Linked DNA regions of Mus musculus: regions 2, 3 and 4 are each linked to region 1. The links are chromatin contacts, called in public Hi-C and HiChIP or PLAC-seq maps. All regions are on one chromosome and are shown on one strand. The core of a region is the stretch at or near the end of the contact, and the rest is flanking DNA. Distances in the headings are between cores, read along the strand shown.

The links. Hi-C and Micro-C count contacts between places; a contact is called where the count stands out from the background. HiChIP or PLAC-seq counts read pairs in DNA pulled down with a chosen protein or histone mark.
Region 2: a contact with region 1 is called in an H3K4me3 HiChIP or PLAC-seq map of bone marrow-derived macrophages, with 3 times the contacts expected there. The contact joins the enhancer-like site here to the promoter of Accs in region 1. A contact is called at or near these places in 14 of 39 promoter capture datasets (the 3T3-L1 cell line, the C10 cell line, the HPC-7 cell line and 6 more), 6 of 484 Hi-C or Micro-C datasets (B cells, the C2C12 cell line, the HL-1 cell line and 3 more), 6 of 115 datasets of contacts at active chromatin or transcription factors (the 230-238 cell line, astrocytes, bone marrow-derived macrophages and 2 more) and 3 of 9 other capture datasets (adipose tissue, embryonic stem cells and macrophages).
Region 3: an H3K4me3 HiChIP or PLAC-seq map of embryonic forebrain shows a contact between it and region 1, with 3 times the contacts expected there. The contact joins the promoter of Cd82 here to the promoter of Accs in region 1. A contact is called at or near these places in 13 of 39 promoter capture datasets (the 3T3-L1 cell line, 3T3-L1-derived adipocytes, the C10 cell line and 8 more), 1 of 15 datasets of contacts at CTCF or cohesin (the NIH/3T3 cell line), 2 of 484 Hi-C or Micro-C datasets (the G1E-ER4 cell line and liver), 13 of 115 datasets of contacts at active chromatin or transcription factors (bone marrow-derived dendritic cells, bone marrow-derived macrophages, embryonic basal ganglia and 8 more) and 5 of 9 other capture datasets (adipose tissue, embryonic stem cells, liver and 2 more).
Region 4: a contact with region 1 is called in a Hi-C map of LSK cells, with 3 times the contacts expected there. The contact joins the enhancer-like site here to the promoter of Accs in region 1. A contact is called at or near these places in 1 of 39 promoter capture datasets (neural stem cells), 1 of 484 Hi-C or Micro-C datasets (LSK cells), 1 of 115 datasets of contacts at active chromatin or transcription factors (microglia) and 1 of 9 other capture datasets (adipose tissue).

Annotation. Positions count from the first base shown.
Region 1 is chr2:93,845,341-93,852,575 of GRCm38.p6, forward strand. It overlaps Accs (1-aminocyclopropane-1-carboxylate synthase (non-functional)), which reads right to left and starts at 4,603. Exons shown (of 15, transcript NM_001290782.1): 1 at 4,425-4,603; 2 at 2,577-2,867; 3 at 407-466. The coding sequence starts at 2,867.
Region 2 is chr2:94,232,859-94,240,093 of GRCm38.p6, forward strand. It overlaps Mir670hg (a long non-coding RNA gene), which reads right to left. Exons shown (of 8, transcript XR_003953878.1): 4 at 5,415-5,529. Among named protein-coding and RNA genes, the nearest start is that of Mir129b, 4.9 kb to the right of the region's middle. Within about 2 kb of position 3,818, at least 9 of the 459 cell types and tissues checked have an H3K27ac peak or open chromatin away from gene starts, as enhancers often do. A contact at or near this core is called in bone marrow-derived macrophages, where this site is marked.
Region 3 is chr2:93,459,960-93,467,194 of GRCm38.p6, forward strand. Cd82 (CD82 antigen) reads right to left here and starts at 2,543. Exons shown (of 10, transcript NM_007656.5): 1 at 2,371-2,543. It overlaps Gm10804 (predicted gene 10804), which reads left to right. Exons shown (of 5, transcript NR_040532.1): 3 at 5,352-5,496.
Region 4 is chr2:94,175,410-94,182,644 of GRCm38.p6, forward strand. All of the region lies in intron 6 of Mir670hg (a long non-coding RNA gene), which reads right to left. Among named protein-coding and RNA genes, the nearest start is that of Gm39885, 21 kb to the left of the region's middle. Within about 2 kb of position 2,957, at least 394 of the 459 cell types and tissues checked have an H3K27ac peak or open chromatin away from gene starts, as enhancers often do. A contact at or near this core is called in LSK cells, adipose tissue and neural stem cells, where this site is marked.

The DNA.
Region 1 (7,235 bases), core at 3,353-5,852:
ATTCAATCTCCAGTTAAGAAAAATAAAATTAAGGACCAGGGATAGATATAGTTCTGTTGGTAGACTAGATAGGGAAGGGAGGGGAGAGGAAAAGAAGGGAAGGGAAATGAAAGGAAGGGAGGGGAGGGGAGGGGAGGGGAGGGAAGGGAGGAGAGAGGAGAGTAAAGTTGTTCCCAAAGCAGATCTGGAATCCATGTCCCATGGCTCTTAAGTCAGGGCCACTGAGGCATGCAACAAGCTACCGTGGCAAAGGATTCAAGAAACCCCTCAAGCTGGTGATGTCAGCCCCTGAGCTCACTCACCTGGAGCTGGTGATGTCAGCCCCTGAGCTCACTCACCTGGAGCTGGTGATGTCAGCCCCTGAGCTCACTCACCTGGGGCTGGTGATGCCCAGTCCCATACTCACCCGCCAGGACAGAAGGTCAAAGCAGAGTTTGTTTTCACTGGTGCCCAAGTTAATGATGCCCTGCAGACAAAGGGTGGAGGCAAGGATGAGCATGACAAAGCACTGCTAGCAAGGAGCCTGAGGAACCCACAAACAGCAGGGTGGGCACCAACCCACCCTCCCACCATCCCTCCTTATCTTTGCTCAAGCTGGCACTCACTAGGTTTCAAATACAGCGTCCAAATACCACCTCTGGCAAGAAGCCTTCCCACGCTCCACTTGGAATGGCTCTTTGCTTCTTGGCGTTCCATATCTCTTTCCAGCACTCTCCTGCCCTTAGAAAACCACTCAATTTCTGCCCCATCCCCCCAGGGATCAGGGTACAGCTCCCTGCTGATAGCTAGCTCCCTGAGGAAAGATTTATGCCCAAGACACCGCAGTGTCTCTCCAAAAACATTACAAATCGCACTCTGCTGGGAACAAAACAAGAGTAAGGATGTTCAGTGGATAGCCCCTGTGCCAGTGTAAATGACTCCCTAGGGGACCCAGCTAACAGGACACAACATCTGGCTGTCTCTCCATAGGTGCTTATCCTAATGGAGGGCACAGACTCCTGACCCCTGCCTTCTTCGAGCAGTGAAGGAATCAGAAAAGACAAAACCATTAAATGTGAATGAGCTGGGAGCTAGACACATACCAGGCCATGCTTGTCACCCCCTGGAAAGGAAACTGTTTCCTCCACAGGCAGACAACCCAACTCCTAGTGTAAGCCATCAGTTCTTGTCCAGATCACTATCATAGCTCCTACCTCCTCTCCTGTCCAATCCCCATATGGACTCCATATGAAACCCTATAATATCTTACTGAAGCTGCAGCAGACATCCTGCTCCTCTCCTGAACACTTCATACATACCCTTCCCTGTTCACCAAGTCCCGTGAGTCCCTACAAAATCCAAAGCCTTTCTGAACTCATCTCCCACCATGCTGGCTTTACTTGCAGCCCAGTTGGTCCCTTTGCTGCCTGCTGATGTCATCCAGCCTAGGGCCTTTGTCCCAGCTGTTTTCGCAGCTGCATGGCTCCTGGAGGTGGGTAGCCTCTACCACAGCACCCTGCATAGAGACTGAATCTGCCAACTGTGTCTGATGGAAAGAACAGGCTGAACTGATGGAATGTCACTTCTAAGGTTAGGTCATAAAAGCATGTGGCTTCCATCTTGAGTACTCAGAGTCTCCTATTCTGTCTTAGACCATCTGCCCTGGAGGGAGCCAGCTGTCATAACTGAGGCAGTCCTGGGGGCGGGGGGAAGTCCATGTGGACAGGGACAGATGCCCACCAAGAGGTGAACATGGAGATGGAGCCTTTTACCTGTTCAAGTCCCACCACCCAGGCAAGGCTTCAGATGCCATTACAACATCAGCTTCAGGGTACTGTGATGGAAACCCCTGCCCTAAAACACCCACCAGGAGTCCTGAACCCCAGCAACTGGGAAATGTTTGTTTGCTACTTAAGCTGCTGAGATTTGGGGTGATTTGTTACAGCAATGGATAACTAACACAATCTCTCTCGCCTTTTTTTTTCCTAAGTTTTTGATCTAATGTCACCAGAGTAAAGTTGCCTTCTGATATCCTATGTCAAAGAACAACATTTCCCAGCTTGCCATCATCCCCTGCCCCCTTCACCCTGTCTTCATTTTCTCTGCAGTACCTATCAGTTAGTGTTATGTGTGTGTGTTTGTTCTGCCTATCTCAACTAAACTATATACAGGGCAGGATTTGAGTTCACAGCTCTGACACCTGTGCCTTGAACAGCCGCTGATACTTGATGGGATGCTCAACAGATCAAAACCATTAATAAGGATGATTGTGCAGCTCTTTGACCTGCCAAACTATTATATACAATAAATTATGATAATCAAGGCAGATGATATGGATAATAACAGCGGCTACTATTTATCAAGCGTACTACATGACAAGCACTGTTAATTTTAACATCCCTGGTCCCACTTAATGTTGACTCTTACAGAGCAGATATTATTGACCCATCTCAGAGATGAACTGTGTATAGAGCAGACATTAACAGCCGTCTTGGAGCCTGAGGATCATAACTCCAGCCCGGCAAGAGCAAGCTGGGTGCTGACTGCCCTGCAGTTAGTTTGCTCTTGGGTCGCAGTGGGGAGGGGTCTTCACTCACACTGGGGTTCTTGTCCTCGTCATACTCATCCATGTGGTAGGTCCTGTAGCCCTCCTCAGCCGAGTCCCAGAACCATTTGATGACTCTTCCTCTGGAGGACAGGCAGGAGCTGTCAGAGGAGAACGTGGCCGTGGGGTCACCTACTCCATAGAGTTTGGGCTGCGTCTGGTCTGGTTTTCTGAGGCATTCTCCTTGCAGGCCATCACCATAGCCACTGTCCATGTCCTGAGTGGAGGCTGAGCCTGTGCAGGTAGTAGGTGCCGTGGATTCCTGCTGAGGAAGACAGAACATCTGCCAAAACACAAATGCACATGCCCGCTGAAGGGTTTTGTGTGTGTGTGTGTGTGTGTGTGTGTGTGTGTGTGTGTGTGTGTGTGTGACTGTGCTGTCTGTCTGTGTATAGGCCCAAGAACATCCTCTGATATCATTCTGGGAGCTGTCCACATTTGCTTTTTTGAGACAGGGTCTCTCACTAGGCCCTAAAGTTTGCAGATTAGGTTAGACTTTTGAGCCAGTGAGGCCCAGAGACCAGCCTGTCTTCATCTCCCCAGCTCTAGAATGATGAAGAGTGAACATCGGACTATTGTTATCTGGGTTCTGGGGATAAAATTCAGGTCCTCATGACTGCAAAGCAAGAAAAGCATTTTACACTTTACTGCCTAGGCTGGTTGCGCTCTCTCTCTCTCTCTCTCTCTCTCTCTCTCTCTCTCTCTCTCTTTCCTGGTTTTCCCCTGAGGTTGCCTGATGCTGGCCTTGAACTCTTGTCCTCAGGTGATCCTCTTTTCTCAGCCTCCCTAGTAGCTGGAACTAAGATATCTGCCTCTTCTTGCAAGCTGTGTATCATCCCTTGTGTCCTTATCCAGTTAAACACTTCAACAAACACAATCTGTTGAGGACCTGTGAGCACCACACCAGGCTGGCTACATAGAAACGAAGCTAATCTACTGTGGCTTTAGCTTGCAGCATTTCTGCATTTGTTTCTCCTTTCGGCAGCCTCAGGGATCACCAACAATCTTTCCCCCTGCTTGCTCACCTCAGTTTCAGAACACCAGGCTATTTCCCAAGCAGATCACTGCTACAGTTCTGGACTTCTTGTGTGATGGGTGGATAGGAGCAGAAGGTGGTGGGAAGTGGGGGTGGGGGTGAAAGGGGAGTAGGAGTTACAAGTGCAGGCACTCCTGGATCCTGTCTCTACTCACAAAGGACACAAGGGCCGCAGAGGAGGGTCTCCTGCCTACCAAAATGTAGGAGCCTCCTAAGGATTCCTCTGTCATGCCGCACCTGCGCTCTGGTGGACCAATAACCATCTCAAAGAATAACAGTGAGGACCTGAGGGCGATAAAGCACTCATACCAAACTCTGGCTAGTGGCCAAAAGTCTAAAATATGAATCACTCTATCACAAATGCTCTCTGATTTCCCTGTCTCAAGGTACAAGTCTTACTTGGTAGATGGTTGATGGGGACACAGAAAATGCCCTCCCCTCCCGCAGTTTACTTTTGTTTTGCAAATCTTGGGGTCCTCCCCAAGGTGGCGGGACTCAGCAAAGCACACGCCTGCTCCACCGATAGCCTAGATCCGAGGAAAAACATCACCAAATGCTCGGGCTGTGGACAACGCGGTACAGACCTAAATGCAGCCAGAACCCAGCAGGAGCTCAAGGCGCTGTAGTCAATCAGGCCTAGTGATCTCACCAGCCCAACCAAGACAACAAAGACAGAATGGTCTGCAGGGCCCGCCAGGGGTTTCCGGGCCTCAGAGACTTCCAGACCTAAGGGCAGGAAGCGATCAAGAGCACCGCGGAGCGAACCCGGCCCCTTCGGTGCACTGTGGCGGATACAGCACCTACTTTGGACCTTGGGTTTTCACGCGCGCGATATTCTCCGGATCGGACTTCCGTGATACCGGAGCAGCCTGCCCCCTGGCGATCTGGCGGGAACACAGGGAAGGAGTCTGTGCCCTGACTCCTGGTCACAGAAGAGGAAGCTCCGGTCTTCAGCACTTCCCTGTCTGCCAGAAACTGGAGTCCGAACTTAGAAATGGGAAAGAAACAGAGGGGTGGAGGATCTTGGTTAAGACAAGGCCACGCCCACTCCATTCCTTCTCTCATTGGCTGAGCTCAGATACCTCTAGCTTTTCGGACACACTTGCTCAGAGCCGCTGAAACACCAATCTTCCTGGGCATTACCTAAGCATGAGATCTCCCCGCCATCTATTTGTAAAGGCTTCTCTCAAGGCCCGGAAAAAAAAGATTTACAAAAGAAATATAGAAAAGTATCGACATGTATATGTATATTCATATGGCCATGGGAACACCCAGGAATGAATAGCTCTCAAAGGGGGACTTCTTTGAATTCCAGTCTATACTAAATAGATTTTTAGAGATGTGAGGAGACAAAGGAAAAACTTCAATTCCAGGTACTAGAAAAAAATGCAAGAAAGCAACGAGAAGTTGTAAGTCGTTTTCACTGTGTGCCTGCAGAGGCATGCCAAATTGAGTGCAAATACCAAATCGAATAACTCCACCTCTTATAGTTATGCTAGGAAACAACCTCTTGTCAAACACAGACCAGGAGGCTCAGACCGATAGATAACGATCTATGCAAATATAATACTGCCACCTATAAGCCTCCCAGAGTCAGGAGCATAATCTAGGTAGTTTAACAGTGGCTATGCTCACACAGGAGACACTGCGCGCCAGTGATGGCTAAGTTGACAAGGTAGCATGCCTCCGTAGTTCCAATCTGTCACAGAAGTTGTGGTGGTTTGGATGAGAATGCCCGCCCCCAGGCTTATGTTTTTGAATATTTGGTTCCCGTTTGGTGGACTGTTTAAGAATTATAAAGTGTGCTTTTGTTGGCAAATGTGTGGCCTTTGAGGTTTCAAAAGCCACGCCCCGTCTCTTTCTCTGCCTTCCGCCTGAGGATCATGTAAGTTCTTAGCCACTGCTGCAGCACCATGCCTGCCTGTCACTGCACTCCCCTCTGGATCTGTAAGCAAGCCCCTAGGTAAATGCTCCTTTTTATAAATGTCCTTGGTATGGGTCACTCTTCCAAGAAAAACACCAAGACCTATTGAGGTGCTTACTAAGGACAGAGGAAATACAGAAGAGTAGGAGAGGAAGGTAGTTATACACACCAGCTCAAACCAACTGCTGAAGTGAGGATTGTGATCGACGTGACCGTTTCTGTCACATTGTGTTAAGACTGTGTTTGTACAGATATTTGTTTTCTTTTGTCAAATCCCTTATCATGTAATGCTAACATCAAATTAAGATAATATCAGTGGTTGTCATATTTAAGTTATGAGATACTCAAAGAATGCCCCTCAAGGGAATATTGCCACCTGTTCTAAAATACATACCGTGTTTACGGCTGTACATGAGATGGTTACATCATGTTAGGCATAGTCATGACCTCATTTTTTTCACTTGGAAATTAAGCATGGTATAAGAGGTGATTGTGTGTCAAGATGACAAGGGGTGGACTTGTGATGGTTATTCTTGGCTGTAAACTTGACTACATCTGGAAATAACTAGCAAGCAGCTAGGCACATCTGGAAGGAATTTTTAGTTAACTGGATCATTGAGGTTGGAAGACCCACCTTAAATCTGGGCCACACCTTGTCACAGCCTCTATAAGGGTCATGGAAGAAAGAGATTTTTGCTTTTTCCAGCTTGCCCCATTCTGGCTGGCAAATTCATATATCTATCCTTCTCCCGAGGGCCTCCCTCACTAGCACCAGAGCCTACTTTGGGGATTCTGAGGTATACTGAAGACAAGCTGAGACACTAGCCTCATGGACTGAACATCTGGATTCTCAGACTGTCTATCAAGAGCTTGCCATTGTTGGATTAGGTGGATCACCGCCTGTAAGTCATGCTAATAAATCATATTATATATGAATTTATGTGACTATATATTCCATTAGTTCTCTTCTTCTACAGAACCCTAATACTGGAGGATTCTGGGAGTGCCACTGGTCATCAGTCCACATTAGAAGGCTGGAGAGGTTTGGCTCTGATGTTAGTGAAGGGTGGTGGCAATACAGTAGCAGAGGCAGTGGCAGGGTAGATGGCTTGAAACCTGAGTAAATTCACCAGTGAGGCACAGAGGCAAGAGCTTCCCCCTCTGCCCACCACTACACTGTGTCACCTGCACTTAGGGTGGCTCGTCCCATCTCCATTAACCCAATCAGAAAAAAAGCTCACCGAAAAGAAAAGAAAAGGGAAGGGAAGGAAAAGAAAAGGAAAGAAAAGAAAAGCTCACCTGCCTCCTAGTGGACTCCAGATCTGGTCAAGTTGTCAATCAAGATTAACCACCAAAGCCATGAGACAAACTCTTGCTGTGTCACTAGGCAGCCTTGCTGGTCTGGAACCTCCTAGATAATTCAGACTGGCCTCAGATATGTAGTGTTCATTTTGCTTCTGCCTCCCAAGTCTGGGGGCTTGCAAGCAGATGCTACCATGGGCCACCATGCCTGCCCTTTCTGCTCTCAAATTGCCTTTTCAGGCAGTTGTCATAGCCATGGTGGTGGGGGGGGGGGGGGGGCGCGGATAACTAATACAAATAGCAAATGTTAACAAGAAAGTGCAATGTCCAGAACTTTAAAACACCAGACAACTTTTTTAAAAATTACATTTATTTACTTCGGGCGTGTG
Region 2 (7,235 bases), core at 2,568-5,067, 390 kb after region 1:
CCTTTCCAGCAATCTCAGGAAATAAGTACTTTCAAGATTTGTGTTTTACAGGTGAAGACATTAAATCAGAGATGCAACTAGTTCAAGCCATGTACTGGATCAGGGCAGTATTTAGTAGAAAATCTAATGTAGGTCTTCAAAGCTCAACTCTTGACCATGAGACTTCCCTGTCTCCTCCAGCTACTGCCTCCTCCTCCAGAAGATGCAAAGAGAAAACAGGACCACTCCTTAGGGTGTTCTTGACATGTCTCTGGGTGTCTGTTTACGATGTATAGAAAGAAAGTGGATGGATAGAAGCAGTGGAGGGGAGTGGGCTCTGGTTTTAAATGTAAGAAAGTGATAATATGACAAATCTATGGAGAAGATGCCAATGTGTATGCAAACTAAAATGAAGAAGGAAAAAAATCCTCAAGGCCCCAAACCCCCCACATATCCCTTTCCTGTGTTTGGAATGTCTTAGCCATACTCCACAGGTTTGGGGTACAAATGATGGCCTTGACTCTTTTTTCTGGGGGTGGGGGTTGAGACAGGGTTTCTTTGAGTAGCCCTGGCTGTCCTGGAACTCACTTTGTAGACCAGGCTGGCCTTGAACTCAGAAATCTGCCTGCCTCTGCCTCCTGAGTGCTGGGATTAAAGGTGTGCGCCACCATGCCCGGCTAGCCTTGACTCTTAGTTATCTAGCATTAGCCAGAAAATGTAGATGCTACATTCTATTCTTCCTGTAATCACTACTAATTCTTAACAGCCAACATTTAAAAAAGCAAGGGGGACACGGTATATGTGGATGAACGTGAAGAAAGCAAAGATTTGTGGGGAGAATGAAAAGATCGCGGAAGACACAGAGATTTCCGAACCTCTGGAGAGTGAGTTTAGAAGAAGGAAACAAATGAGACAAACCATGCTCGGAAGGAGAAGACACCACTGAAAAAAGCAGAACTTCTCTTAGTCCTTGGTGTAGATTGCCCAACCCCTGAACGGTTGACACTAGCATTCAGCTGTGAGTAGAGTATGAAGAGCAAGAACCTCAGGTAGACTGACCTCTCCTGATCAAAGGGTCTTTTGTTGTTGTTTTGTTGTTGTTTTGTTGTTGTTTTGTTGTTGTTGTTGTTGTTGTTTTAAGGTGGAAGATGGGCTTGCAAAGACAATTGTGATTAAATTCAGTTATTAACAAACGATAACAGGGAGTTGCAGCATTGAAGGGGGAGATGGGACAGGAAAGCTGCTGCCGAGAACGTGGGGGCACATAAAGCAGACTTTCCTGCTACAAGTCCTCTGACTTGCTCCTGGCCTGGATAATCCCGAGCACTGGCAGGCTGTGAAGCAAATGGACAGATGCCTCTAAAAAAGATTATTTTTTTTTCTATCACTCTGGGAATAGCTCTGGTCCCATGGCTTCTGAGTCTATGGGCTAAGCCTTTGTGACATTGCTATATGTGACAATTGGGAGTGTGTGTGTGGGGGGGTGGAGGACAACCATAATAATAGTGAATAGAAATAGCTGCCATGTACTGAGTGCTGCATAGAAAGCACTTTATATGCATAATCTCATTTAATTCTCGCCTGAATGTGATAGCAGGTGTTGTTATAATCCCCATTTTCCAGATGAAGAAACTGAGGAAGTGAACGCAAACAGCTCGCCTTCCCATGGATTCTTCCAGTTTAACTCCAACCTATTGCTTTCTTGCTTAGGTAAAATTCATAGACTTCACCCTAACCCCTGGTCATCTGACACAAAGCTTTTATGACCCTCATCTGGCCTTTTCAAAGATGGGCCACTTCACATCCAGGGTCACCTCCCAGCAGTGACTCCCACTGGCTATTCAAGGTCTAACATCAAATGAGAGCGTCTCCTTCCTCCTCCCTCCCAAGCACAGAATCCTCAACATCTGATCAATACCAGTGTGAGCCAATGACCCCTGACCTTCCTCACACAAAGGCAGAATTCTGAAGGCACTAAAGACAGGGATGGAAAAAACATTATCTTTTAAAGACCAGAACTAGTCTGAAATCTTTGCGTGCTGACCTTTCCGTGTTAAGCTGAGCTGTTAACACGCCTATTTTCAAGCTGGGGTGTAGCTTAGTGGTAAAGCACTTAACTAGCACACAGAAGGGCCAGAGTTCCATCCTCAGCCCTACAAACAGCCGAGCCAACAACCTCCATCCTAATGTCATCTATTTTCTTCTTTGCGATGCCAACAGAACTGCCTGCTGTAAGTCCTTTGCTGGGTTATCTGGAAGCTGTCAGCCCACCAACCCCACAGGCCTGCTCTCTCCTTTCAAAGAGCTCTTGAGAAGCTCTGGCTAGCTGGGACTCTACCTGGTGGTCGAAAGCACTCAAGGAAATCTGTCTTTGCTGCCAGCTCTAAGGCTGTAGCTCACTGCACAGATTCATACAAAATTCTCTTCACCAACCCTCAAACTCTGTCGAGAACATTGCCTATAAGATGGATCGTCTCTTTAAGGTTCTCAGGACAAGGCTGGTTTGGATGAGGAGATTTCTCATCAGCTTCCCTCTTGTTCCATATCTACTTTGCTTTTCAGTTACTGGCTGGTAGGCCAGGGCTGTATTTGCTCTAAACACATGCACTGCTAAGTTCCAAATACTTGTTCTCCAAAAAGAAAGGACCAAACATCACACAGGGGTGTGGGCAGGCAACAGTGCATCTGAAGGAGCTAAAATCAAGATTTGATTTTACATGAGTACCCTAAACTCAAATTTAATACCACAAAATAAAGCCCAAGGAGACCACACCAACATAGGGGGCCCATGGAGGCCAAAGGCATATTGAAATCCCTGAAACATTTATAAAATGTTTATGATTTTCTTTTCAGAGAAGTGGAGTCTATTGCATTTATCAGATTATTAAAGGAAGAATAATTTACTTACTAACTCCGAAGACTCAACACACACTGTAGGGTAAGTAAATCCTTGTTAACTACAGATTCAACATAACTAAAATCAGTGTATGGACGGGAAGGATTTGAGCTCCAAAGGATCTCATTTGCAGAACGAGAAACTGAGGCCTGAAAGGGGCACACATGGCCTGTGTGAGCTCTCGTAGTCTTACATGTTAACAAAGCTTTTTTTCATCTTTTATTCCCCGCCCCCATCTCTTTTTGAGCACAGAAATAAATCTTATTTCCTAGTGAGAAGCTGTCATTAAGTGTACCTGAGGCAAACAAATGGAAGGAGAGCCGTGGAAGCGGCCACTACAGCGACAGACCTGAGATAGCCCAGCCGTCATGGATTCTGAGCACACAGTTAACGTGGTGGCCTCAAAATGGCTGTCATTGGTAAAAATGCATGAGGCAGGCAGTGAAATCAGATGTGAGAGAAAGGCTAAAAGTAAAGTTTCAAACTGACCATGGCTAATAGTGATCCAACTAGCAGGTAGTCTTCAGAATTAACTGAAGAAAGAAGAAGGAGGGAGAGAAAGAAGAAAAACAGATAAGAAAGAAGGTCTGTGAGCTGGCTCAGCGGGTGACAGAGCTGAGAGTGAGCCCTGAAACCCATATGGTGTCCTGGGACTTATGCACACCGTGTGTTTGCCTGCACACATATGTATAAAATAAGTAAATGTCAAAAAGAAAGAGGAAGAGCATAAGAAAAAAACAGACCAGAGGGAGAAGAAGCCCACAGCTCTCCCGTTGGTGAGAAGGGCTCCCAGGAGATTTCCACTGGGCCCTCAATGCCTCGTTACCAGATCACAATGTAGCCACCAGGCAAGAATTGCTAGCCAAGGTACTCTGCTCCCTGAGAGAGGAGGAAATGAGGAAGAGGGGCATCTGCCTCATCACGTTCCTTCCTGCTGGCAGAGGCTTTGAAAATGACCAATGCTGAGCTTCTATGACACAGCAACTTTCTTGTGCTGAGACTTGCTCAGAACCTCAGAGTAGAATGATGAGTGTCTCAGGGAAGGGAGGAGGCAGTGCCTAGCCTTCTGTCACTGGCCCCAGGATGGTCCAAGCTAAAGAGACTTGCTATAAACACTTGAAACCCTACATTCTAAATACTAGCCATTTTGGGAAGGGAAATCTGTTATGAAATCCTGCATTGTTTTTGTAAATAATCTCTATGGCTTGGTAATGACAGGCAACATCTAGTAACTTATAAATGAACCCAGTGGGTCAGAGCCCCAGCTGTGTGCCTTGGGTAGAAATTACATAAATCGCTTCTTTCCTGACTTATGGAGAGACAGTGAGTACGTTTACCTTATATGAGACCTTTCAACTTTTACATACCACCTACTTTAAGTTTGAAGTTTAACCCATCAATGGATTCTTCCAACATCATTAAAACATTAACTCACGGGCACAAAAATCATCTCTTTCTAGCATTGTGTTCTAAGCTGTCTTCACAGGGCAGCTGGGGTATCAGTTAAGGAGGAAGGTGGTCTGATCTTAATGTCTTAGAATTAACGTAACCTATTTCCCAATGGTAGATTCTAGAAACCTCTGATCCTTATCTTTAAAGGGGGGGATTCAAAGAAGTTAGGCCTAGCCAGCAATCCGAGGGCTTTACTCTCACTCTACCTGGTGGGCTTTATAGATGACTCCACTCAAACTGCTTTTTATTTGAGTTCTGCTCTCAGATTATAAAAATTAACAAATCCCTATAACCAACATTGAATTAATCTAGCATATAAGTCTGTGGTTTAACAAGCTGCAGGTTTTCTTCAATGTAATGTGCCTCTGCTCTTTCTGTCTTCCTCTAAGATTTAAAGCTTCCTAGTTGGGTTCATGTGACACCCAAGGACACTTCCAGGCTTGGTAGGTCCATTTTCCCTCCTTGAGAACACCCCCCACCCCCACTACCAGTCTCTTTCACGCTTAGAACTGAATCCTGCAGTAAGATGACTTTACAACTCTGAAGCCTGGAAAGCTAAGCAAAAGCTCAGAAGCAAGGGGGTTTTCTGGTTAACAGCAAAAGCAAGCTCGCTCTCTCCCTTCCTAGCACACACACACAAAAAACATTAGCCTAAAAGTTCTACCCATCCTTATCTGAGCTCTGGTGAGATGTCACTTAGCATATTGATGTCTTTGAAGAAACTGACCACAGCAAATGATAACTTCTCCTTCCCTTAGGTGACCAGAAACAGCTTAAGAAATGGCAGCAGGCAAGATAGAATTGTAGGCCTCATTGAGTAAAGCCACTCTCCCTCAGGACTGGGGATTGTGGGAACTTCCAAACATACCCAAATCTTGCCTCTGGCATAAGTCCACAGTAGGTTTGCCTCCTTGGTACTTTATTTGCATTTAACATCTCTTGATAGATCTGTTTCTTTAAGGACTGTTTCCAAATGCTGCCCCCACCCCCACCCCCCAGTTGCTGCTTTCTCCTCACCATGTAAGAAGCATGGGAAGCCTTGAGGCTTCCCAGTCAAGAGCATGCACTGGCTAGCATCTCTGCTCACCTGGAACTCCTGTGATCTTTCATCCAGGCTTATCAGCTCCTGTGACCTCCGAGACTGCCTCCCTTGGGTGGCCACTCCTCACTGTACCATTCAGTATCAGGACGGGCTTGACCACCTAAAAGATAACCAGACGGGCAAGATGACTCAGTTGCCCAGGAAGAAGGTGTGAGATTGCTCACTGGGGTGATTGCAGGCAGTCAAGGCTCAAGGCAACAGAGGCTGCTAGAAAGGGAAGGGGCAGAGCAGTGCATCAGGGTCAAGAGCTGCCAAGGCACGGGGTGGTACTGCTGCATGAGGAGACCTTTTCAGAGACAACCACAAGTGTCTTGTCATTGAGAAGGCCGGAGATAATATGACACTTCAGGAAGTTTACTTGAAACCAGGCCCTGTCTTTGCCTCTAGCCCGAGACAGGCAAATCAGACAAACTTAGAGTAAACACGCATCCTCAGAAGAAGAGCAAAGGGAACAGTACAAGGTGTGTGGTGTATACTTTTGAAATAGATAGGGTGGGGTGAGAAGATGAACAGTGAAGATCACAGCAGGTAAAGTGGGCCCCAAATGGGACAGCTAAGCCCTGCTTGGGTCCCTGTCTCTGCTCATTGAACACAGGGGACCTAAAGGGAGTTCTGTGGTTCCTGTGCGCCATCTTACTGTCCCCCTCCCAGACAATGGCTGGTCTTGATTTTTAAGACAGGCAAGAGCTACATTCAGTATTTGGCTTGGGAGACTAGGTCTTCACTGCAGCTTTCTAACTATGTCACACATGACATCCCGCCTCGCTCCCTCTGAAAAACAGACCGGGTTAGAGGCTGCCAGCTTACACAGGCCCTTCAGGCTTGGCATCAGATGCAAGTGTCTAGAAGTTTCCATCAAGCACCTGATTCACTGGGTAAGGGGTTATGCATTAGAAGTTTAATAACTAAAGTGATTACCCCTCCACCCTTGGCTTCCTCCCTCAACAATGGCACCCTGGTTTCAGAGGCAAAAACAGACTTCCACTGTCCCTGAGCTGATGCTGTCACCCCACACAGGAGAAGAAAAATGCACAAGAAGCCACAGCTTTTCCCTTTTTGAGGAGAAAAGGAGACTAATCTTTTCACCTGCCCTCCTCAGAATGAGAGACCCTTCTTCACAGACCCCCCCCCCCCCCAGTAGGACCCAAAGTGAGCAGCCTCCGCTCTAGGCTGAAGCTGCCTGGCAGCAACAGCAGCATCAGCAGCGGCAGCAGCGGCAGCTTTGAGACAGCAACAGTTGTCTGGCTGAGGCGAGGTGAGGACTCGCAAGCTGCACGACGCCTTCGGCAGGGTGCTTTAGGGCCCTGGAACTCCGGTCCCAAGTCTAGTCTGGGTGGGAGAGATGAGGGCTCTGGGGGCTCAGGAACCCCAAGGAGCCTGTGTTCAGGTTATTCGAGTTATCGTCTCTAAGGTCACCTCGATCTCAAATCTGGTGAATGGTCGGGCTTTTGGAGAGGGAAGGGCTTCCTGACTAGGGAAAGGAGGTGGGATACAGTAAGAAAAAGACAGAAGAGTAGGTGAAGGGACACAGTGCGAAGCTATTTTTAATCTAACGTGGCTTTTCTGCCTCTCCCTCTGCAGAGCTATCGCTCCACAGACGGCCCCAGGTGAGAGGCAGGAAGAAAATCCCCCCACAGCTTTTGCTCCCTCTCCATAGCATGTTCAAATCTTTGAGACCCTTTTACTCTTTCAGAAAATACATTCGGAGGAAAAAAATATCCTTTATCAGGGGAGAAGGACCCTGATTTAGCTGTGGAGTCTGGAGTTCTCGCATTCTGTGCCTTCTTACGTACTGAGCTAGCACCG
Region 3 (7,235 bases), core at 1,293-3,792, 390 kb before region 1:
GGCACCTCACTTCCCAAAACACAAGGCCAAGCTTTTCTCACTGGCATTCTGAGCCCTTCTGGAGTTTATCCTTCCTACCGTGTCTACTTTAATACTTGGAGAGCCCAGCCTTAGCTAGACCAGTGGCTCTCAACCTGTAGGCTTGACCCCTTTGGGGTTAAAAGACCTTTCACAGAGGATGCCCATGGGCATTGGAAAACACAGACACTTACACTACACTTAACAGTAGTAGAAGTGTAGCTATGAAGTAGCAATAAAAATCATTTAATGGTCGAGGGTCACCATGACATGAGGAATTGTATTAAAAAGTTGCAGCCAACTGTAGGAACCACCGAGCTAGACCAGTAACCCAGCCATTTCTCAAGATCTCCATTAAGAAGCTGACCCTGCTTTTGAGCATCTCCCTCTGTTCGAAAGACCTTCTGGCCCACCTTTCTGGTCCTTAAGGCCCCAAAGGTTCCTCTCATCCTTCCTTCAAATATCTTCTGTCACATCCCTGACTCAAGCCCCTTTCCAGACGCTGAGTGACCGAAGGGTATGGGCCATCGTTGTGCCATTGCTTGGCATTTCACGTCACAGAATGGGAGTGGTGGTGGGAGGGTGCTGTACACACCAGGCACAGTTGGTGCTGAATGTCTTCTTCTCCTGAGGGTGCACCCTCCTCACTGCAGCAAAGTCTCATCTAATGCCACCGAAAGGCTGACAGCCATGGAGCAGGCCAAAGATTAATCAGGGCTGGGGAGTCCAGGCAGAAAGTCCTGCTCAACTCTAAAGCCCATCCCTGCTACCCACTCTGATTCCCCAGAGATTCCTCACATATTCTGTGCCCCCCACCACACACAGTCTTTTCCACGTGGTCCGGCGGCCTTCAGCCAGGCTTTCCAGAGTACTTTCCAGCTGACTCTACAGCAGGGGCTCATCTCCCACCAAAATGCAAGGATTTCCCATGGGGCACCTTCCATATCTTCTGTGCCCAGCCCTGCTCATGCAGACCATGTGCCCTTCCTACCGTAAACTTGCAGTGAAACAGCCCATACCAGCCACTAAAGCCTCATAGACTACTGGGACTTCCCCTGAGCTAGCCCAAGCTGTGAGAGAAACTTCCCCAGGAGGGAGATGGGTTGGGGAGCCTCATAGCACCTCAGGATGAGGATAATGCTAGGCCCATGGACTCATTAAGCAGTTTTTTTTACAAGGGGGTGGGGGTCGTTTAAATTCAATACCCATCATCTCCAAGCTATGTTAGGGACTCAGGCCCTCCTTTGTCTAGGTAACACATTTCCTGACCCACAAAAGAACAAGATGACGTTGATGGCTGGTGTCAGTTTCTGACTCTGATGAGGTCAGGGATGGGACAGCTGCAGTTACCCACAAGCCTTCCAAACCAAGCCAAACCCCAAAGATGGGTTCATTTCCCAGAAGGAAGACAGCACACCACCTGCTCACTGACATCTCAGGAGCTTTGAAGTGAGGCTTCTGGGCACCCAATGGCCTGTCAGGCATGGTACACATAGTTTCACTTAATTCTTGCTACTACTGTTTGGCCATTGCTCCCCAAGTTACAGATGAGGAAACTAAGGTTTGGAGGGGAGTGGAATCCAATTAGGCTGAATCCCAAAGCCTAAATCCTTGGCACAGCCAGGACCCAGGACACACCCCACCATCAGAAGTGGAGCCCCTTCTGCACAAATACCTAATCCCTGGCACAGCAAGGAGCTCTCTTGGGTTTGGCTAGATTCTGAGCAGGTTTGGAAGGGTTTCCCCTTCTTCTCCCTATGCACCCCAAGAGAGAGTTTCTTCTGCTGCTATCCCTCCAGGCTCCTCTTCCAAACCAGCTCACCTGGAAAAGTTTGGCTAGGTTTCCACTCTTAAGTCCACCCAGTTCAGTGGTGCGCTCAGAACGTGGAAGGAGGAAAAGAACGGAAACTGCCTTGCTTTGGATTTGGAGTTCCTTCCAATAACCCAGGGCAACTTAAATCGTTTCTCTCAGTGACATTTTGCGGAAGTCGCTGAGGTCTAGCTACGCAATCTGAAAGCGAGTGTACTCACACACCACTGTGACTGTCACCTGTTAGCCCTCACATTCCGCTCGGAAGCTCATCTCAATCAACTTCCTCCTTCTGGAACCGGAGGAGATCTGGACTAGGGGCAGGGACAGGCCCGGGGCCACAGGGCTGGTGTGTGGGGCAGCCAGAACTAGGGAGTTCGGGACTCGGAGGTGAACGACCCTTCTCAGCTACTAAGTGCTCCAGCCTGTTACCTGTTGCCAAGCGGGCCCCACGGGCTTGGCGGAATGGGTCCTGCTAGGAAATCCGGACAAAGCTAAGTTTGCTTCCGATTATCCTGTCCCCTCCCCCAGGCTTCTCTTACCTGGTGCCTGGGTTCTGGCTACGCGCTTTAAGTCCCGCGTCTTCAGCTGGCGCCCCAACCCGAGTCTGACTGCGCAGCTTGGCTCTGTCCCTCCGTTTTCCCCCGCCACCCCCTCCCGAAGTCAGTCCAGAAGCTCAACGGCCTTGTCAGGCCACGCCACGCCCCCCAAGACCACGCCCTTGACACGCCCCCTATACAGTTCCCCTCTGGGCCCTGCGGGAGGTAGCACCAGGCTCCGCCCACCACAGCCTCCCGGTTCAATCAAACGGCCACACCCCTTAGCACAACACTGAGCTGGCTACCCTTTGCCAACCCTCCAGCTCTGCCCAGCCCTGCAGCCTGGTTCCAGCTCCAGATTAGAGGCGAGGCCACGTACGCGCCTTGCTCCGCCTGCTTTGGGCCTCCAGGGGATAAGGCCGACCTGGGACCCCAAGTCTGCCGCTCCAGTCTCTTCCAGCCTTGCGGAGTCTCACCCCCTATGGTCTCCCCCATCCTTCCCACTTCCCAACTATGCCGCTGGCGGTCCTCTGAAGCCCTCCTGTTCACCCCTTTGAGTCCATCACTTTCCCCAGGGGCTCACCCTTAGGCCTCCAACTGGGAGGCAACTCCCCGGCTCCGCCCTTCCCGGGGGATTCTCTGCTCCGCCCCGAGCCTGTTCCCCTTAGCAACCTGGCTCAGGGCTATAAGCCTGGGGCCCCGACGCTGGCATTCTAGGACGGGCGTATCCTGGTGCAACCCGGGAATGGCGTGGGAGCGTTCGCGTTCCAAGACCAGGTCTCCGTGTGGAGGCGGCTGGAGCCAAGCACTTTCTGAAAATACTAACAGCTACCAGTGGTTGAACTTTTGCTCAAAGACAGGATGAAAGCCAACAGCTGTTAAAACTCTGCTCTTCAGTCCCTACCACTCCTGGGCTACTTTATTTGTACCCATTTTATTATTTGCACCCATTTTACAGATGCACAGCCCAAGCTTTAGAGAGGGGAAGTCGTGGGCTAGAGTCTAACAGCAGAGTCGTTCGTGAACCATTCCAACGTCTCGAATCATACTTAATACTTGTCCTAGCTTTTCTGGATTTTGGTCCTTGAAGAAGTGGCCCAGGCCAGCCAGCTGTGGTACAGCAGGCTGGTGAAGGGGTGGCAGGAGAGGGCAGAGGGCCTGAGACCTCCATGGCTGGCTTCTTCTTTGAGAAAGTGGTCTGCCAAAGATCTCCAGATGTCTGACACATCACAATGCACTACAGACCATGGATCTGCCTCAGGCAGGTTACCAGGTTAACAAGCAGGGCCATTAACCTGTGAACTGCTGAAGTTCTTTAGCAACACATCTCACTGGCATAGCAGTACAAGCCTCTGAGGGGAGGGTGTGGATGTGCTTGCTTTACCAGTGGGGCGCTGGATGCAAGGCTGCCCAGTGGTTCTCAAAGCTGTTCTCACCCTAGAAGCCCCATCGCTGCCTGGGAACTTGTTAGGTTCATGTTTGGGGTTTGAGGCACCCAGAAACAACTCGGTGGGAAACTGCGGTGGTTTGCTTTCACAAGGGTCCCAGGTAATTCCGAGTCAGCTTTGTGGTTGAGAGCCACTGTTGGGCATAGGGTAGGCTGAGACTCACTCACAGGGCCTAGGTAGACCTAGCATCTGTGTTACCCAGGGCAAAGTAAGTGCCTTTAAGAAGGGACCCACAAAACCAAAGCCAAAGCAAACAAAACCCTAACCTAATAAAAACACATTATTGGTTTATGAGAGACAGACAGACAGACAGACAGCATGGCATGATGGATCAGGAGTTTGAGGCCAACCTTGGCTAAACAAGTTTGAAGCCAACTTGGGCTGCATGAAAAGGGAACAAACAAACAAAAGGATTAATAACAAAAATATTGTGACAGTGGCCATTGGAAATAACTTTTTATTTACTTTTGGTCTCATGTAGCCCAGGTTGTCCTCTATTTCCTGCTGCTGCTCCTCCAACTTTCTGAGTGTGGAGATGAGAAGAAATTGTATTTACCAAGAGCTCAGTCTAGTGAGGGACTAAGTCTGGGATGATGCTAAAAAAACGGAAGTCCCTGCACTTGGGAGGTAAAGGTGAGAAAGAAGATTGGGGATTCATGGTCATCCTTGAAAACGGGTTTTCTACCAGTGCGATGTAGGCCAGATTAGACCAGGTTAGACCAGATTAAAATAGATAAAGGCTACTCCTAGGCAGGTTCACCCTATCCCAAGGAAGTGGACCAGGGAAGTCACGAAGCAAGGCTCACACAAGGGGCTTTATAGGCCTTAGGTGAGGGATGACGATGCGATGCGTCAGCTAGGAGCTGGGATCATGCCCATATATGGTCAAAAGCTGAGCCCCTGGGTGGGGCACTCTTGGGTGGGTTGCCCGAAATGTAGAGCTGAGGGGTGATGAATTACGCCAGAATTTTCTCCGATCAGGTGGGGTTAAGGAAAGAGAGCAGATGGGCCAGGGTGAGCAAGGGTTCCAACCACACATTTAGCGATAGGTCCCGGGTAATGAATTAATCAAACAATTTATAAACTAAGCTTAGGAAACAGGCTAGAGAGATGGCTCATGGGACAGGAGTACTTGTTGTTCTTCCAGAGGCCCGGAGTTTGTTCCCAGGACCTAAGTTGGGAGGCTCAGGACAGCTTGCAATTCCAGCTAAGTTTAGGGTACATAAACTGCCCTTCTCAGATGCTTGTCATTTATTCCATAAGATGCCAAGATCTAACCTTGTTCCCTGACACTATGGATGCTCGAGACCCAGAGCCATAGTGAGAAAATAGGGTGCTGTGGTGTCCTGGCCTGGGTGCTAGATCTTGACCTTGTCTAACTTTTGCCAAGTGGCCATAAAATACCTTCCTCCCCACCCTTCTCTGAGACCTCCTTGACCCCCAAGCTAGGATGTTTGCGATGGTGACTCACAGATGGCTCTTTGTGTGACAAGACTTGTCCTGAAGGGATTCTACATACACATCAATTCTCCCCAGGTAGGGAATCCACAACAGACCAAAGCATGGATACGCCCCAAGTCCAACGTGGTGAACCGATGAATCTCCAAAGCACAACCTAGACACAGGTGACATCTCTGGGAACCTGAGCACAAGACACAGCTTCAGCGAGCTCAGCAGGTTGGTGAGTGTCCAAGTGATTTAGCTGGTCTAAATCCCTTCCAGGTATCTCAGCCTGTTTCTTGGTCTGAGTCTTCTTCTCCTTTGTAGTTAACTTGTCTGAAACTCTTTGCAGCTTTATTGCTTACTCTGAGAGGAAGGGGCTTAGTGAATCTGGTCAGTTTCAGGGACTTCCTGAAGCTATTTTGAGTTGTTTGCCTTCCTGTTTAACTTGATTCCCTGAAAGATGGGTTGTTTCAACCTGAGAGGAAAATGGTACACAATAGGCCAAAGACCTGGGTCCCATCAGCCCCTCCCTAGCCCAGATAGTTCCTCCACTACCAATTTGCCCCTCCTATTTAAATCCTGTTGGCAACCCTTTCTTGTTAAGGCCACTCTAGACTGGAGATGGGGGCAGTCTAGAGTGTCCTGTGGGAAATAGGGAAGTAGGTGTGCAGCTTCTGGAATTCCTGCCACACAAGAGGCACTGTCTGCTGCACTCCTGCTGAGGTTTTCTCCAAAGGCGCTGACATCCTGGGGTTCTGGTCCTAGTGTGCAGGCCTCGTTTAGCACAAGAAACCCAAGCTTAGAATACAGTTTCGATAAGCATCCTTTTATGCTGAGCAGGTCACAGACCAGACAACAAAAGGTTCATCCTCCTGCCTGACCATCATCCATCCATCAGCAAGACCATGCTCCAGTTTGGACTTCCTGGATTCTGCAGCTTCATGCAGGAGTTAGAGCATGTGAGGAGATCAGCTCGGGTCCATAGCTGGGCCCACCCACCTGCTTCTCTTCCTGTCCTCAGTGTCACAACAATACAGGATTCAGTCGTGAGGATACCCCAGCCCATCTGCTCATTGCTCCACACAGCTACTGCCTCCAGAAGTTGAACACCTGTGACAGAGCCAATTATCTAGGGATAGAGGAGCCAAGAGGCTTGGGTTGCCCTTGAGGCTGTATTTGGGCCAGCTGAACAGAGACTCCCCGTGTTTCTACACAGAGGCATGGTCAAGATGATCCTGTAGACATAGTTACCACTCTTATCTGAGTCGGTGTCCTTGTCCCTTAGAACTTGTGCACAGTATCTGGGACTGTAAGGGCGGGGCCTGGGTAGATATAGACCCAGCCACTCATTAGCTAAAATGGATGGATGTCCCAGTAATGTTGACTCCCTTTCTTCCAGCCTTACCTGGGGGCATTTTGCCAGGAAGAGAAACAGCCTTCTAGTGAGAGACTCCCATCTGGTGTGAAATCCTTAGGCCATTCCAGAGGCAAAGCCAAGGAGGCCTAGAGAGCTTAGCAGAAGATCTCAAATGGCCAATTGGAGGGTGTGGGGTGGTGACTAAACTTTTAAAGAAGTATGGCCTTAGAAGAGTTTCCAGGCCTTAGAAGAGTCCACTGTCCCCAAGATGGTCTGAAGTCACGGACAAGAGTGTGGGTATCAGGTTCTCATCTGTGCCTGGATTCATTAAAGACCCCCAAACTTCTGCACAGCTCAAATACAAGAGGAAGAGATTATTTTTCTCTCACTGTTATTATATTCACCCATTTTGTATTACTATAACACAATACCTGAGGCCAGGAGACTTATAACAAACTCTGTTTCGAAACCACATCCGGTGATGTTGATTTTTGACAGGGTTTCCACCAGCACAGGACAGCACAGTGCAGGGCAGGAAATGCACAGTGTGTTGTCTTGGTCAGTGTTCTACTGCTGTGAAGAGACACCACAGCCATGGCAGCTCTTAGGAAAGCATTTAC
Region 4 (7,235 bases), core at 1,707-4,206, 330 kb after region 1:
GAGCACAATCCATGGAAGCCACATAAAGGGAGAGAACTGACTCCACAAAACCATCTCTGACTTGCACGTTCTGCAACATGGCACATGTAAGCCCACCACCATATATACACACAGAGATACACACACAGACATATACACACAAACACAGAGACACACACACACCTAGACACACTGAGACACACATACAAACATACACACCTACACACAGAGACACAGACACACATACACACAAATTTATAAGAGTACTGAGATTTTAAGCCAAATATGTTAAACTTAAGGAATCCATATGTAGCTATACAAATGGCAATAACCAATTATTTTTCAAATAATATAAATGAAAACTAAAGGTCAGGTTCTAAATGGGTGTTGAATGATCTTGTTGTGCAGTTTTGACACTCATAGTCATAGATGGGCTGAGTAGATAGTTCAGAGCTTGCTATGCAGGTTGAGGGCCACAGAATCTACAAGGTGACCTGCCTGTAAATCCAGTGCTCTGGAGAGACACGGAGGATTTGAGGGAAGTTGGTTAGCTAGACTATCCAAATCAGGGAGTTCTGGGGTTCATATTAGGGATTCTACCTTGGTATATAAGGTAGAGGAAGACATCTTACATCAACTTCTGGCCTCCGTACACATGTAAACCCACACATTTGAATATGTGTACACACATATGCACATAAAAATGTTCACTGATCCACATACACGAATAAACTACTTATTCTCAGAAACTAAACCATTGCATAGAGGAAAACAAGACATTAGAAAGGCTTGACTCCAGGCCCCTTCCTACTGCCCATTCATCTTGGTTATAGTGATAAATGGAAAAACTAAGTATTTGTCATCTTCAAAAGTTTGAGTTTGTTTGTTTGTTGTTTTGTTTTTCGAGACAGGATTTCTCTGTATAGCTCTGGCTGTTCTGAAACTCTATAGACCAGGCTGGTCTTGAACTCAGAAATCCGCCTGCCTCTGCCTCCCAAGTGCTGGGATTAAAGGCGTGCCCCACCACTGCCCAGCAAGGTTTTACTTTTTAAAAATCATAAAAATGTACATGTGTGCATGTACACATGTCAGTGTCACATGAGGACAGGTTCCTGGAGTGGCCAGAAACATCAGATCCCTGGAGCTGGAGTTACAAGCTGTCCACTGGTCATGCTCAGAACCAAACTCAAGTACTCGTGTTTTCTGGGAGAGCAGCCAGTGTTCCTAGCTGCTAAGCTATTTCTTCAGATCCTGGATTTCTTTTTTGAAAAAACAGTAGACTTTTCTAAAGCTTATATTTATAAGATATTGGTTAGGAAAATTACCCTTTGAGGGCGCTGATAGTTCATTGGGTGAAGATGTTTGCTACCAATTCTGATAACCTGAGTTTGAACCCTGGGACCCATATGATGGAAGGAGAGAACTAACATCCACAGGTCGTCCTAACTCTGCTCTAAACGAACACCCACCCCCACCTCACCTCCACACACAGGTAAAAACGTAACTAAATATATTAATCTTTGGTGTTATTTCACACTAAAAGAAATTTTGGTGAAGCCATGTGAAACTTTTAATTCCAAGCAAGTGTGTACAGCCTTAAGAACTTTAAACAGAAAATATAAGTAGGTCTTACAATATTTTCTTTTCTGAAGCCATTAATCCTGCTACTAGTGAATAACACAGAAAACATTTCCCAGCAGTTCCAAAACTGGAATGCACACCGTGGAAAGTACCTAACAGAGGCCCTGGGGACGAAATGCCAGGATTCTGGGGTATAAAAACCTCACTGCTTCACAGGGAAATGTTATCTACTTACGTAAGTATCCAGACACAAAGATTAAATTCATCCCCAGCTTTACTGAAGTCAGGACCTTGCCCTTCCCAAAGCACCTTCGGAAGGCTTCCTAATGCATTCTTTAGCAAGCTGCAGGTAACTGCAACTTCTTTCAAAGCAAATTAACACTGTGCTTGTGATAGTTTGGAATGCCCCGGCAAACCCAGCTACTCTTGACATTCTGCCTTCCCAGATACGACATCAGTTTGCCAGCATTAGTGCATTCAGGCAGTATTGATTATTTTAAAATGACATTTCTCAATCTTCACTCGACGGGCAAGTGAGTTAAGTAACAGAGGAGGACAAAGGGGAGGAAGCTGACTAGCAATCCAACAAGCACTGAGTCTATGGATAGGAGACTGAAGTCACTTGAAACAGAATTGCACATACAATTCTAGCCGGATCTTTCTATTACATTTAAGCGGTCAGGAGGAAAGCAACTGTAAAGATGAAAAAATTAGAGAAACCCTCCTCACCACACACATCAAAGCATTCTTAAACAATATACAAAAACAAAGCAACAGTTTTACATGTAAGAAAATACCAATCACAATGCAACCTTTTAACCCTTTCCCTGTAAGTCTTGTCACATGATTCCCTTTAAAACTAAAAATTGGTATTGGGGTCCCAAAACCTTATTGCAAAAGCAATCATACCTCAGGGTGGATAACTCCAGATTATGGAAATAGACAGAATGTACCTAAGAGTACACACTGGCAGTAACACAGAGACCTAATTCTGTATGGACAGGTAAGACAGGTGCTGACATGCTCAGCAACTATATTATCTTAATACCCTGAGATTCACAGTAATCCATTCTGCCTCAGGTGTTCCCAAGAGCCAGTATCAAAGATCCTTAACTTGCAGAGGAACACTGTGAGCCAAATGTAACATGGGTAACAACAAACCTGGGTTCCCCCAAAAGAATCTAAATAACTTCTCAGCACCAGGAAAGTCAAAGAGCTTTGCTCCCTAAAGATAAAGGTACTTGTGATCCTGCCACCAGCTTTCACTTCAGCTTTGTCCATATACCTACCCACAAACAACTCAAAACCCACTCCCGGAGACACTTGTACAGGTTTAAGAACAAACCACGCTAACAGGAGACAGCCACAAGCTGGACAAACAAAATTTGCAAACAAGGTCAAAGTTCAGTACAAGCAAAAGACAATCAAATACGTGTCCGCACCCATGCCGAGAACTCATGCAAGTTCTTACACCCCAAAGCAGACAGGCAACACCCACATAAACACGCTTGCTAAAATTTTGGCTCTCTCCTAAGCCCCACTACCCCCAGAATAAAAGGCCCAGCAACACTCGGGTCCTGCGCAACCACGATTCCAGAGTGTGTAAGACAAGAGGACGGAGCAGAACACAAACCATAAGAGCAGAGAGCACACTCCAGACACCCAGGCACAGGCCATACTGACAGACAGGTCAAAGGCAGAAGGGCAGACCACCAGGATGTGGCCGCCTGCGACCCCACAAGCAGTCACAGGCCTCCTGGCTCATGGAAACACTGCAAGTCCAGCATGGACCCTCTCAGGCCTCTTGTCCACGCCCGGGACAAGAATGCCAGGGTCTCTGCCACCCCAAGGGTCTGCTGGTAGCCTTCTAACAGATCAGACAGTCCCCCAAGACCCTCAGAAAGCAGAAAACTTCTTATCGCCCTTTCGGAGGCGGCCATGACAGCAAAAAAAGAGCGGATTTTTTACGACAACTCCCACAATGCACGCGGACTACAACTCCCAGAGTGCAGCGGGCGGCCCCGCTGTTAACCCTGTTATGGCTATAGGGCTGACAAGCCCTGTACCCTTTCTCGCCCTGAAACCAAACTGTTGCACCTACTTTCAACCATCACAATCAGAAACTAACTTCGGAATTTTTAACAAACAACTACAGTTACGCTATCTGGACTCTTTCCCTTATCATATAAATCAGCTTAGCTTCACAGAACATTATCCCTGGCAGAGTACTTTTTGTTAATCTCCAGAGATGTCACACAGTCAAATATACACCATTGCAAGGATACATTTAGGTTCAATTAATTTTCCCTTTAATTTTTACAATTTTCTCTCATTTTTCTAAGTTATCATAGTTCAGAGAAATTTGTACTCAACACTATTAATTTAAAATACATTTAAATTTTTTCTGGGAATCAAGAGAAAGACCATCCTGTAACTGTTACAATGTTCTACGTCTCTCCATTTAATAAAACAAAAATTTTCAAATACATTGACTTAAAAACTTCATGTAACTTCAAGTGAGCCTTAGTAAGAAAAATTAATTGTGAACAATATACATTTTCAATTTCAAGCTAAAATTTTAGGAAGAAAAAAAACCTCATGTGCTAACAAACACTTCCCTTTTTAAACAGAAAGACTATCAATAACAACAGCATATAATGCCAATTTTTTCCTGACTTAAGAATGTCAACAAACAACAAATAAACATTCTTATAATATTTTACAAACTATGCTGAGAATTTATTCTTTCAGGAAACTGCATAATTGCATACTTTACTCATGAATGAACTCTTTCAAAGTCTGTTTCAATTTAATTAAAAATAAGAGTTTTAAATGCATTTCCTTCAAATATTTTGGCCATAATTTCAGTAAAGATTAACAATTCATTTTTAGAGATGATTGTATCATCAATATGGCTTAAAAAGTCCGTGATATACATATACAAACTGACATGCTCAGACAGGTAACTGACTAAGGGGCAAAACAGTTGTTTGGAGTTTGATGCGTGCACTAAAATAACAACTAGTATTCTTCTAAAATACTTGCTGTTTTTCCTAGTCCCTAATATAAAGTCAAATGTACACAATGTCCACTTTTTCCACAGAAGACTTTTGCAATTTGAAAGGATATTCAAAAGATTTCATTCATTTTAGATCACAAAACTCAGAAATCCTAATACACACATACACCCACACCAAAGCCTTCCTATATAGATACTTCTATATATTATACAGTACAATTCTCCAAATTCTATTTTAAATAATTCCTTACCTAATGTTCCAGTTAGTTTATTACTATGTTTCACATCTAGGAAGGTACAATGAGAGAAATCCTTAACTATCTTTTACTTTTTACTTACTTCAATTTGTACTTTCATAAATAACAAGTGCTACACTACATACTAAGATACAAAAATTATAAACATGTGTGTCTTTAAATTTTTAGGTTGTTATATTGTGTTAGATCTTTCTAATTTTCATTTGGCACTTTAGTTAGCATTTAACCAGACAAAGTTTCATTTTCTCCCTATTTTAAATAACTATCAAACATAAACAATTGATGCATATTTTATATATTATCCTCTTGCTGTTAAATATTTGATTTATAAGAAGGGCTCAGGAACAATGAAGAAATGAAACTGATCATATATATATGTATATATATCTCCAAGCTTCTAACTTTCCTATCAGAGTTATGAAAACATTGTTTCTATTAAGTCAGTCATATTTTCTTTTATTTTAACTGTTACAATAAAAAATTAATGTTAGTATAGAAAAGAAATTTATATAAGAATTACAATAGAAAAAACTTTCTAATTTTTTCCCATTTAACATTTTTTGAAAATTAATTTAGCCCAACATATCTTGTCTAAGTAATTAAAGTAAGCCTTAAACTATATATTTGGTGTTAATAAAAATATCTTTATAGGAAGAGAATAATTTTTTGTGGAAATGAATTATTTAACTTCATGTCAAGAAAGTTACTATTTTCTACCCATGTTTTTAAATTCTAATTTACTACATGAATTTTAAAGTGTGTTTTTTTTAACTTAAGCTCTTTACTAAATTATTTTCAAAGTATTTACATCTAGCACTATTAATATATTTGAAATTACCAGATATCTATTCATAGCTACCAATTGTAGAGAAACAAAGAAACATTTCTTTTCTCAAATGTGGAGCTGGGTATTTGCCTAAGATATGCATCCCTGCATAGTTAAAGAAGATTCTATGTGTAATTTCTGTGGCCATGTCCTTGTTCTAATTCCAAATAATAGGTAACAGAATTTTAAACTATCTGTTTAGATGTTGAAACTGCATTTTTTATGCTACTTGCTTTTAAACATCTGCTTTCAGTGCATGTAAGTTATATCATCGTGCATATAAACCATGCTAATAAAAGTATTCATAGAAGTAGAATGTGTTGCTGATATTACAATCTGCTCAAGAATGAATCTATCTATCCTTACCCACATCACTGTTGTAACAAACACAATCGCCCAAACCTGAAAAGGGGCCACACACACGAAGTGGAGGTTTTCGGCAGATTAAACCAATTGTTTATGTTTTTCTCCTGACCCTTCAAAACAGTTCCTTCTATTACGTATTTAAGAATCTCACCTGTAATTTAAGCTTACTTACTCAAAGCTTAATTAATTTGAATTTCTCGGCCTGCTTCTCAAGCAAGGACTAACTAGTCTTTCAAATTAACTCGAATAGTATTTTTTATTATTGGACTGCTCAACATTTTTATTTACAATAATTTATCTAAAAAAAAACCCCTTTATTTCTGACTTTGTATCATAAATAAGTAGAACTTTCACTTCAATTTTGCCATGTGTTAAGTACTTTTCAAAGATTATGAGAATTCTGTACTAGTAATTTATAACAAAAACCAAGCAAAATGCTTTCTCTCCCCCCCCCCCACACACACCTCTCTCCCTCTCTTTAACCAACCAACAGATCTTTTTAAATAAAAATTTCTAATTAATTACTTTGATTTAACTTAATACTACTTTCTGTCATTTTTGTTCTCTCTGTTATTTAGGATAAGCAAAGTTGAAGTACTTATTGTTACGCTCTGACTAAAATGCTCCACTGTCAACTAATAAAGAATAGAAAAATATTTTCTTGCCTAAAGAAAAAAGTTTGAATGTTAAAAAAAATCTCAAAGAAAGAAAGAAGAGAAAGAAAGGAGAAAGAGAGAGAGAGAGAGAGAGAAAATCCCACTTTTTTTTTTAGGAGGTATAATGCGTGATATTTTCCCACAAGAAAAGAAAACCCTAAGTAAATGATTATGGCTACTCCTGCCCTGTGATAAATCACAATGGGACAAAGGATATTTGAATTTCTGAGTTTTAATGTTAGACAGCAAAGATTGCAAATAATTTAATCAATGCTGGAAACTTTTTTTTTTTTAATCGTGTTTTAAATTTTGTCAAAAAGGGGCCACAAGTTTGCAGTTTCTCAAGCTGCAGCTCTTCTGTATTTTATTCTGCCATGAACACGTTTGGGATGAAAGGGTCTTATTTAGGACTCCAGTTTTAAAATCCTCTTAAGACATTTTATCATTAACTAACCTTATCTGCCTTCACAAGTTTTCTAATAAATAACAATGTCTGTCTGTTTAAAACATAATATTTATAACTTAAACTTCAAATAAAAGATGAAATTAAA